2 separate regions of the Pan troglodytes genome follow, and region 2 is linked to region 1. Evidence: chromatin contacts called from public Hi-C data. All regions are on one chromosome and are shown on one strand. Each heading gives the region's core, a stretch centred on a gene start, on an enhancer-like site or on the middle of the called end of the contact. The rest is flanking DNA. Distances are from core to core; before and after follow the strand shown.

Region 1 (4,730 bases), core at 922-3,421:
ATGCTTTGCTGTTAAAGGTTATATTCCTGGGGAGTTGATACTGAAGCTTCTTGTTCCTTGTCAGTAAACACAAGGAGAGGCCAACCCTCTGTAAATTTAAATTACATAAAACCTTTCCCCAAACTGTCTGGTCTCCTAACAGCCCCTTTTCACTGAACTCTGTGGTTATGGAATGTAAGTATCTTTATCACAGCAGCACAGACTTTTGAAAATTTGACATAATAGAATTTCTTCCTCACAAGGCATATCAAACACCATTGCAAACTAGTGGGATTTTTAATCAAGACTAAAGCAGAGGTCTTTTATTTGTTTGTTTGTGCTTAGATTATTTCCACATGACCAATAAAAGTTCTCTCTGACCATCATCCCTGCTGACTAGAAGTACCAGGAACCTTCTCTCACCCTCACCTCCAGAGGTAAGGGTATGAACGGACTGTGAAAAAACACAGCAGAACACTGGGGTCAGCAGAGAGAAAGCGAAAGAACCCCATGGGCAGATAATCTAAAAGCAGCAAAGAATCAACGGGAAACTAACACAAGTGCCTGAAGATGGAGACAGCAATTTTTAGTGATTTTGGCTTGTCTCTGTTCTATGAAGCTCCAACTCAGTGGCAACCTAGTGTGAAAATTTACAAAATATTTTTGGATTTATCTCTGTAATTCCAGGTCTGGCACGGTATAGGTTTCTTGAATGAATAAATGAATGAACATGTCAATCAATGAATGAACAGTAATATTAAGGAGGGGAAGAAAACCATTACAGGTCAATGAATGGGTTCCTAGAAGATTCCCCTGTCTCCCATTGTCTTCCGACTCAGGGAGACAACAGCTGGAGCAGAGTCCCTAGACTTCGGGGGCTTAGGAGGCCACACATCTTAGAGAGCATTTCACCATCAACTGCAATTCCTTTGGCAGTTTGAATTATAATATTTACTTCCATGATACAGTCTTCAGCTGTTGTAACTGCTAGTGACCCTTCTCTGAATCCCTACTTCGTATGTTAGACATTTTTATATGGAGAATTAATACTGCCTTGACTGCTATGCTTCTTTTTTACTTCCATCTCTAATAATAAGATCCTCAAGGGTCGAGACTGTCATACTCTTGTTTTTTGTGTTTACTTCACTGCATATCCTAGAGCTGAGTACATATGGAAGAATGAATCAATTAATGAAATTTATGAACACATGCTGAGGTTTAAAGAGAATATCAACTGCTTGGTTTGATGACAAAAAGCAACATCACTCTGTGTCTAGCACCCAGCCCAGAGGTGCGGGCCCCATCCTCTCGTGTGAGGAGCCCACGGTGATGCATAGGCACCTGCACCCCGTGCCTAAACCCTGCAGCTGGCACGGGCCCTGTCTGCTCTTCATTCACCGTTCTCACGAGTTGCAATGACAAGTTCAGCCCTCCATGTCACACTGTGTTTTCCATCCTGGGGAGTGTTTCACAGCTATCCCAAGCCCCACGCTGACGAATCACGGCCGAAAACACACTCCGATGCCAGCACAGACCACGGAGCAAATGTCAGACAAGATCAGCCTCGGAAAAGTGAGTCCTGAATTGCGATGGAAGTGGGCTTCCTCTCACAAGGACTTTGTGTGGAGATGCGCAGGTGGGCTGTTGGAAAAGACCCATGGAATTCCCTTCCTCTGGGTGCCTTTTCCGTCCCAACCTCTGGGGATTCCTCAAGAATCGGGGGGATTTCAGCACGGAGTGTGGGACTCTGTCTGCCCCAAGATCAGAGGATTCACCTTGGCTTTTGGAAAGAACTGCCCAGTGTATCAGGTTTTTATGAGTCAGTTTTAGAGTTGGGAATGCGGACAGATTTGTAAGAAAGTCCACAGAGCATATCTCTCCACAGCGGAGAAGGCTCTCGAGCCCCAGAAGGCAATCTCACGGTGGCCTAGGTGGATGTCACGGGGTGAGAATCAACCCTCAGTTACCACGAGGAATCTGAGGAGATCCAGGATTACGGTTTCTATGTAACTGTCTTACCTCTGTTTCACAAGGGCCAAAACTTGAGCCCCGTTATAAAAGCAACAAATGCAGAAAAGAGACAAGTGGCCACTAGATGGCAGCAGATGGTAAGAAACGTGAGTTGCAGGCGGGCTGGGCAGAGTCAGGCTGGAAGCCCCTCCATTTTGCTTTACATCTTTAATGAGATATGTGAAGAAAATTAGTCCCTTACATGCCAGACGCAGATGCCACAGCATATGGAGAGATGCCGCACAGCAATATTTCTCTGGTTATTAAACAGGAGGCACCTAACCAGTCATTCACTGCATCATCATGCAGAATTATCCTTTAGGTCTCGGGATACTGTTGTTGACAAGGTAATAACAGAAGAAAGCAGTTGAGAAGACTGATGTCGGGACGTGGGCCTCTGGGCTCGTGGGACTTCACCATGCCAGGGGATGGGGCACATTGCCAGAAAATGAGGAGCAGCCCACTGGGGCCACTTTTCCGTGGCCAGGGGGACACTGTGGCTTCTGCTGCCGGGCTTAGTCCCAGCAGGCGTCTTCTGCTCTCTGGTCCCCCTGGCAGCCCTCGGGGGCTCATTTATTCAGAAGCCCCATTACCACGAGACAATTCTGTGGTCTGACCTTTCACCACAAATCCCAAATGGGAAAGGGAGCTCTGGGAATTTTAAAGAGCAAACCACACTTGCTTCTCCAGCAAAATTGAAAAGATACAGCATAACTAGAGTGCATTCAGGTGCACATAGATAGGGAAACACGGTTTCCATGCTGTCCCAAACAAAAGGAGGGAGTCCAGTCCTGCCGACTGCAGGAAACAGCCTCACTCGGAAGACACACTTTTTCTTGGGAGAGTGTTCCCAGGTCCAGAGCAGGCAGGGATTGCGCTACTTTAAGACTATATTCTACCCACTTCCCCAGTTCTCACACTTTTCTCCAACCCCACCACTCAGTCTGACTATTCCTTTATTTAATTCTTCCACACTCCCAAACCCAGGGGCTTCATAAGGCCTTCAGGGTAGCTGAGGAACAGAGAACAGATTATTCAGTCCAGGCAACTAGTCCCCGTCTCAGGCCCAACAAGAAACTGTTATCTTATTAACCTGAAAGCCCAGAACTCCCAGGACTTCTCAGAGTCACTCATGAAGCCCCTTAACAGTCCTGAAATGAAGATAAATAATACAGCCATTTTTCGTACAGAGAAACTGAGGTGTAAAACTGAGATCAGCTGCAGCTCTCCTGGTCCCCATTGCTTTCCCACAGATTCGACCCTCTGAAGCATCCTCCAGTGAAAATGTAGTAGCAAGATTCACCTTACCAGGATTTCTCTCCCCCTCTTAGAAAATTACTTCCTGCGCTAGAAATCCTCACTTGTCTGTGTGACTTTAGACAACTCGCTTAACCCCTCTGTGCCTCACTTATCATCTGTAATTTGAGGGACTAGAACCAGATGATGACTAAGGCCCATTCCAGCTCACAGTCTTGTGGCTAATATCCCAGTCCGCTGCCAGCCCTCAAAGAGAGTCATATGGGACACTTTTTCCAGCAACAGCCAAACTCAACAGGAGCAAGCAGAATTTCCTTCTCCAATTGAGAAGCAATGGGGTGGTGGTTGGAGTCTTGTTGATGTCCTTTGTCCTCGGAGTGAGGCAAACAGTGAGGCTTCAGATGTTATTGGCACTAACAGCAGGGCCTGGAGGTGGCCACACTCTTGTGGAAGGACCATGCAGAGCTGTCCCTGTGGGCAGTGTAGGTGCATAGCCAAGACTGAGGGATGTTTTAATAACTACTTCTCAATAAGAAGACCTATTTTATTCTGCACAGGGGTGTGGACCCAATCCAGGTCTCCCAGGAGGAATCTACTCTCACCCATAATAGGGGATTGGTTCAGCTCAGCTGCGCTCACAAAGGGCTATACAGCATGCAGCAGTACAGGCAGCTCCCCGCAGCTCCATGTGAAAATGACTCACAGCAGTTATGAACATCAAACCTCCTTTGATGTGTTCCCAGACATGAAGAACAGCCACGGGAGGAGGAGACGGACTGTGGTTGCTAGCTCTGTGGGGTGGTGCACAGAGGGCCTGGACACATCTGGTACCATCCTGAAGCTCCAGGAGAAATTCAGGCTGGGTGATTACCTAGGACTTCCCAGGATAACAGAGCTTCCTTTCATCTATCTCTCTCCCTCCCTCTCACTGTCTTTCTGTCTCCAGCTACAAGGGAATTAGATTCTCCAAGGAATTACAACCTGTTTCTGTACCTTCACCTTTCCCGAGGAGATAACAATTCACATCCCTGAATAAAAGTTGTTTTATTGAGCACAAAATGAATGCACCCCCCTAGCTCAGCATCTGTGCCAATTGCCTTAAAGCTATAGACCTGGCCTCCATCAGCCAAGTGAAAGGATTTTCCTCTGTCATGGCCATTTCCAGACTCTCAGCCTTTTGAGTAGCCACATGGTACCTTGTCCTCCTAATAGGCTCTCAATGATGATTGAATACAAAGGCTCTAATTCTCTGTTGCATTGGCAGCTCCCAAGACTGGGTCGATCACAATCGTCCACAGCAGAAGACAGCGGTGCTGACGGTCAAATGAGCATCAAGGCACACTGCAGAAGGGGAGGGTCAGCCACTGTCCCTTCATGCCCATTTCAACAGAAAGCTTATTTATATGCAAGGGGTGTTCCCCTTCCAGACAGGGTTCAAGAGCACATTGGTCCCTGGAAACTTGAGCAAAGTCTTCACGGTTATA
Region 2 (5,033 bases), core at 1,419-3,918, 440 kb after region 1:
CGAGGAGGGCGGCGGGGCGGTGAGCGCGGCTGCCGTGGTGCTGCCCGTGCTGCTGCTGCTCCTGGTGCTGGCGGTGGGCCTTGCAGTCTTCTTCTTCAGACGCCATGGGACCCCCAGGCGACTGCTCTACTGCCAGCGTTCCCTGCTGGACAAGGTCTGACGCCCACCGCCGGCCCGCCCACTCCTACCACAAGGACTTTGCCTCTGAAGGCCAGTGGCAGCAGGTGGTGGTGGGTGGGCTGCTCCCATCGTCCCGAGCCCCCTCCCCGCAGCCTCCTTGCTTCTCTCTGTCCCCTGGCTGGCCTCCTTCACCCTGACCGCCTCCCTCCCTCCTGCCCCGGCATTGCATCTTCCCTAGATAGGTCCCCTGAGGGCTGAGTGGGAGGGCGGCCCTTTCCAGCCTCTGCCCCTCAGGGGAACCCTGTAGCTTTGTGTCTGTCCAGCCCCATCTGAATGTGTTGGGGGCTCTGCACTTGAAGGCAGGACCCTCAGACCTCGCTGGTAAAGGTCAAATGGGGTCATCTGCTCCTTTTCCATCCCCTGACATACCTTAACCTCTGAACTCTGACCTCAGGAGGCTCTGGGCACTCCAGCCCTGAAAGCCCCAGGTGTACCCAATTGGCAGCCTCTCACTACTCTTTCTGGCTAAAAGGAATCTAATCTTGTTGAGGGTAGAGACCCTGAGACAGTGTGAGGGGGTGGGGACTGCCAAGCCACCCTAAGACCTTGGGAGGAAAACTCAGAGAGGGTCTTCGTTGCTCAGTCAGTCAAGTTCCTCGGAGATCTGCCTCTGCCTCACCTACCCCAGGGAACTTCCAAGGAAGGAGCCTGAGCCACTGGGGACTAAATGGGCAGAAGAAACCCTTAGCAGCCCTATGCCTCTCGAATGTTAGCCTTGGATGGGGCTTTCACAGTTAGAAGAGCTGAAACCAGGGGTGCAGCTGTCAGGTAGAGTGGGGCCGGTGGGAGAGGCCCGGGTCAGAGCCCTGGGGGTGAGCCTGAAGGCCACAGAGAAAGAACCTTGCCCAAACTCAGGCAGCTGGGGCTGAGGCCCAAAGGCAGAACAGCCAGAGGGGGCAGGAGGGGACCAAAAAGGAAAATGAGGACGTGCAGCAGCATTGGAAGGCTGGGGCCGGGCAGGCCAGGCCAAGCCAAGCAGGGGGCCACAGGGTGGGCTGTGGGGCTCTCAGGAAGGGCCCTGAGGAAGGCACACTTGCTCCTGTTGGTCCCTGTCCTTGCTGCCCAGGCAGCGTGGAGGGGAAGGGTGGGGCAGCCCAGAGAAAGGAGCAGAGAAGGCACACAAACGAGGAACGAGGGGCTTCACGAGAGGCCACAGGGCCTGGCTGGCCACGCTGTCCCGGCCTGCTCACCATCTCAGTGAGGGGCAGGAGCTGGGGCTCGCTTAGGCTGGATCCACGCTTCCCTGGTGCCAGCACCCCTCAAGCCTGTCTCACCAGTGGCCTGCCCTCTCGCTCCCCCACCCAGCCCACCCATTGAAGTCTCCTTGGGCCACCAAAGGTGGTGGCCATGGTACCGGGGACTTGGGAGAGTGAGACCCAGTGGAGGGAGCAAGAGGAGAGGGATGTCGGGGGGGTGGGGCACGGGGTAGGGGAAATGGGGTGAACGGTGCTGGCAGTTCGGCTAGATTTCTGTCTTGTTCGTTTTTTTGTTTTGTTTAATGTATATTTTTATTATAATTATTATATATGAATTCCATTCAAATCGTTCCTTTTTTGTTAACAAGGGGCATGGGGAGGGGTGGGGGTGGGGGGGCAGAGGCGTCTGACCCCAGGAACCTGCAGGGCGGGGCTGGGTCGGTGCCCTCTAAGGACAATTTTGACCTTGTTCAACCTTTCCACAAAGAATAAATTGTGTTTCACATTCCTTGTGTGGCTGAGCTCTGTAGAGGGTGACGGGCTGTGGGTGAGAGGAGCTGGATGAGGGGCGGGCACACGTCATGAGCAGCGTTTTCCATGAGGTGGGGCTTTGGCATTTTTCATAAAGGAGTATGTTTATTCTTAGTGGACTAAAGGGATTCAGGGGCCAGAGTTGGGGAGCAGGGCATACCCATAGGGGGCAGCGGGGTGGCTGACAGAGCTCAGCTGCTCTCCCACCACCTGGCTTAAAAGGCTGCCTTGAGACCCAAGGCTCAGAGACAAGAGGAAGTGGTCAAGCTGAGGCCACTTGGAAAATCTTCCTAAATTGCATTACCGTGTCCTGTGATCCACCCGCAGACCCTCAGTTTCCTCATGCCTCTCTGCCTGAGGCAGGGGGATTCCCATGATCATATTCGGCCTTGGGCTCACTGGCTTTATCCGAGCCCTCAGGACCTAAGAAGCCTCTTCCAGGCCTGGGGCTCTGCTGCTAAGACAGAAGGAGACAAGGGAGAAAGAGAGAGAGGTGTTGCTGCGGGGCCTGCTAGGAGCAGCCTGTCTCTGGCCAAACAGAGATCTCATCCCAATTGCCCGGAAGAACCAGGATGGTCAGGTTGGAAGGGCAGAATAACAAGGCTTTGCTTCCTCTTTCCTTAGAAACTCCTGCCCCAGACAGGGTTCCCAGGCTATCCACCCACCCTTCCTCTGAAACCAGCCTGGAGGGAGGAATCAGTTCAGTGCTGAGTCAGCTCAGCTGGAGGAGAGCAGCCCCTTTTTTTCACCCCCCTTCCCTTCCTGCCTCCGCCCAGCCCACCCTGGGCTCCAGCCCAAACTCCCTCCACCGCCTGCCTTGCAGAGTCCTGGCCCCATCTATGCCAGTCAGTCTATCCAGCTGCTATTCAGGGCTGGTTAGTGTGATTGCTTTGGCAGAAGGGGTACCCCACCTTCCTGCCTGCCAGGAACCCTGACCCTACGCCTGGCCTCCTGCGCCTCCCCTGCCAACAGCTGTTTGGCAGTCTGTGTGTCTCGGTGGAATTGGACACCACCTCACCACCACCCTTACCGGAGGGGATGGGGACCTTGATAAGGTGGCAGGGGAAGTCAGGGGCATCTGAGGGTGGTAGGGTCTGTGCGGGTGGCAAAGAACTCAAAGATGAGCTCATGGCCCCTTTGTGTTTTTGTGGTCCACATCTGGAGGCAATTACAGATGTTATCCAGTGGGAGTTTTGCAAAACACAGCTGGAGCCAGTGGAGGAGCCTGGGGAGGGGGGACTGCCAGAGAGAAGAGGAGGGGGAGCCTAGGGCTCCCGCGCTGGAGTGCGGTTTCCCCATCACGAGGAAATTGTTTGGCCCTGATTCTGGAATCACAAGATGCTCTCTGGAGCCAAGGGGGAGAAATGGGAATGGAGGACCAGAGACAAAGGGGAAAGAGGTAGAAGATGGGCTTATAAAACCCCCCACTGCTAAATTTGACTGGTTTAAAAAAATAAAATTAAAATTAAAACAAGCTTCACAAGCGGAGAGAATTTCAGGGTGGAGGCGGCAGGGTCCCGTGCTTCTGACGTGCCTGGGCCTGCCTGATCCACCCCAGTGAGGCTGCCCGGGGACCCTGGGAGGTGCCTTAGTGATCACAAGTTCCCGCTGAGTAAACCGCCAGGTCAGGCTGGGGTGAGGGGAGAGCAGAGGGCTCTGTGGCTTCTGAAAGACCTGCAAACTCGGCTTTCACTGGCCCTACCCCGATCTGTCCATTGGGCCTGACCCAGTTTCTATGGTTCCAAGTTCCTTTATTCGAAAGCAGCACATGTGAGTTGGAGCAGCCAGGAGGGAGCCAAGGGGAATCTTCAAGGAGGTTTGGGCAGAACCCAGGAAAGTTGGTGCTAAGGAGACGCTGGACGGGGGGCAAGGGCCGAGGAGGAGCAGCACTCTGCCCACGACTGCACCCCACACATCTGGAGGGGGGCCACGGACTCCCTTGTCATCACCTCCCCTTCTCCAGGGCTCCTGGCACCAGCTGGGCCCATGACTCCAGGGCTGCCGGCCAGGCGCTGGGTCAGCGGGAAGGGAAGGGAAGATCTAAGAGGAGCTAGGTCCTCTAGAGGAGAGAGGACTGGGCAGAGAGACACCCCCACACCCCTCCAGACCCCAAAACACAATCTGGCTAGCTCTGCCAGTCCTTCACTGTCCCTCCCCCAGGGCCCCTTCTCCCCACAATCTGACAGACTTTCCAGTGGTCTCTTTCCACTCTGTATCCCTCCTTCCCTTCCAGCAATGGTGAAACTAACATTTGCTGAGGTCCTTACAACACACAGTGACACAGGCACTAATATTGTCCCCATTTAACAAATAAGGGAACTGAGGCCCAGAAAGATAAATAACTTGGTCAAGGTCACAGGTTGTTAGTCCACATTTAAAACCCAGATCTTTCCAATTTACTTATTTATTTTTCTATACTGGCAGATCCTGGCAATCTCTTGGTGTCTCTTCCAGCATGGACCCTGGGTAGCTGGGCGTTTTCATGGCAGTGTGTGTTCTGGGGATCTGTCAGCACATATGTATTTGCTTATTATGGTTTTTGTTGTTGTTGTTTTGAGACGGAGTTTCACTCTTGTTGCCCAGGCTGGAGTGCAATGGCACGATCTCAGCTCACCGCAACCTCCGCCTCCTGGGTTCAAGCGATTCTCCTGACTCAGCCTCCCAAGTAGCTGGGATTACAGGCATGTGCCACCACGCCCGGCTAATTTTGTATTTTTAGTAGAGACAGGGTTTCTCCATGTTGGTCAGGCTCGTCTCGAACTCCCGACCTCAGGTGATCCGCCTGCCTCGGCCTCCCAAAGTGTTGGGATTACAGGCGTGAGCACCCAGCTGTATTTGCTTATTGTGCAGCAATATTATGGGGGATAGGAGTGCAGAGGGAAAAGGACCCCACTTTGCCAGCCCATCGCCTCCCTTCCTGGGGACAGGAGCCGTACTCTGAAGGAAGGAAGGTGGCACCAAGACTCAGAAGCCAAAGGGATGGAATGAGACAATGGCAGCAGCTAAGGGAAGGGTGGGATTGGTGAATGTTTCTGTGCAAGGGCATGGGGGAGCAGGGGGGCTTCAGGGGTGGTGCCCATTCCCAAAGTCCCCAAGGAAACTCCAGCCAAGGCTGCTCCGTCGTCC

The links. A called contact is a pair of places that touch in the nucleus more often than the background predicts.
Region 2: a Hi-C map of stem cell-derived neural progenitor cells shows a contact between it and region 1, with 7 times the contacts expected there. The contact joins two enhancer-like sites. A contact is called at or near these places in 1 of 7 Hi-C or Micro-C datasets (stem cell-derived neural progenitor cells), 1 of 1 datasets of contacts at active chromatin or transcription factors (stem cell-derived excitatory neurons) and 1 of 1 other capture datasets (stem cell-derived neural stem cells).

Annotation. Positions count from the first base shown.
Region 1 is chr15:20,772,315-20,777,044 of NHGRI_mPanTro3-v2.0_pri, forward strand. No RefSeq gene overlaps it. Among named protein-coding and RNA genes, the nearest start is that of DAD1, 210 kb to the right of the region's middle. Within about 2 kb of position 2,172, at least 5 of the 24 cell types and tissues checked have an H3K27ac peak or open chromatin away from gene starts, as enhancers often do. A contact at or near this core is called in stem cell-derived neural progenitor cells, where this site is marked.
Region 2 is chr15:21,213,558-21,218,590 of NHGRI_mPanTro3-v2.0_pri, forward strand. MMP14 (matrix metallopeptidase 14) reads left to right here. Exons shown (of 10, transcript XM_001157686.8): 10 at 1-1,884. The coding sequence ends at 160. Among named protein-coding and RNA genes, the nearest start is that of MMP14, 12 kb to the left of the region's middle. Within about 2 kb of position 2,669, at least 8 of the 24 cell types and tissues checked have an H3K27ac peak or open chromatin away from gene starts, as enhancers often do. A contact at or near this core is called in stem cell-derived neural progenitor cells, where this site is marked.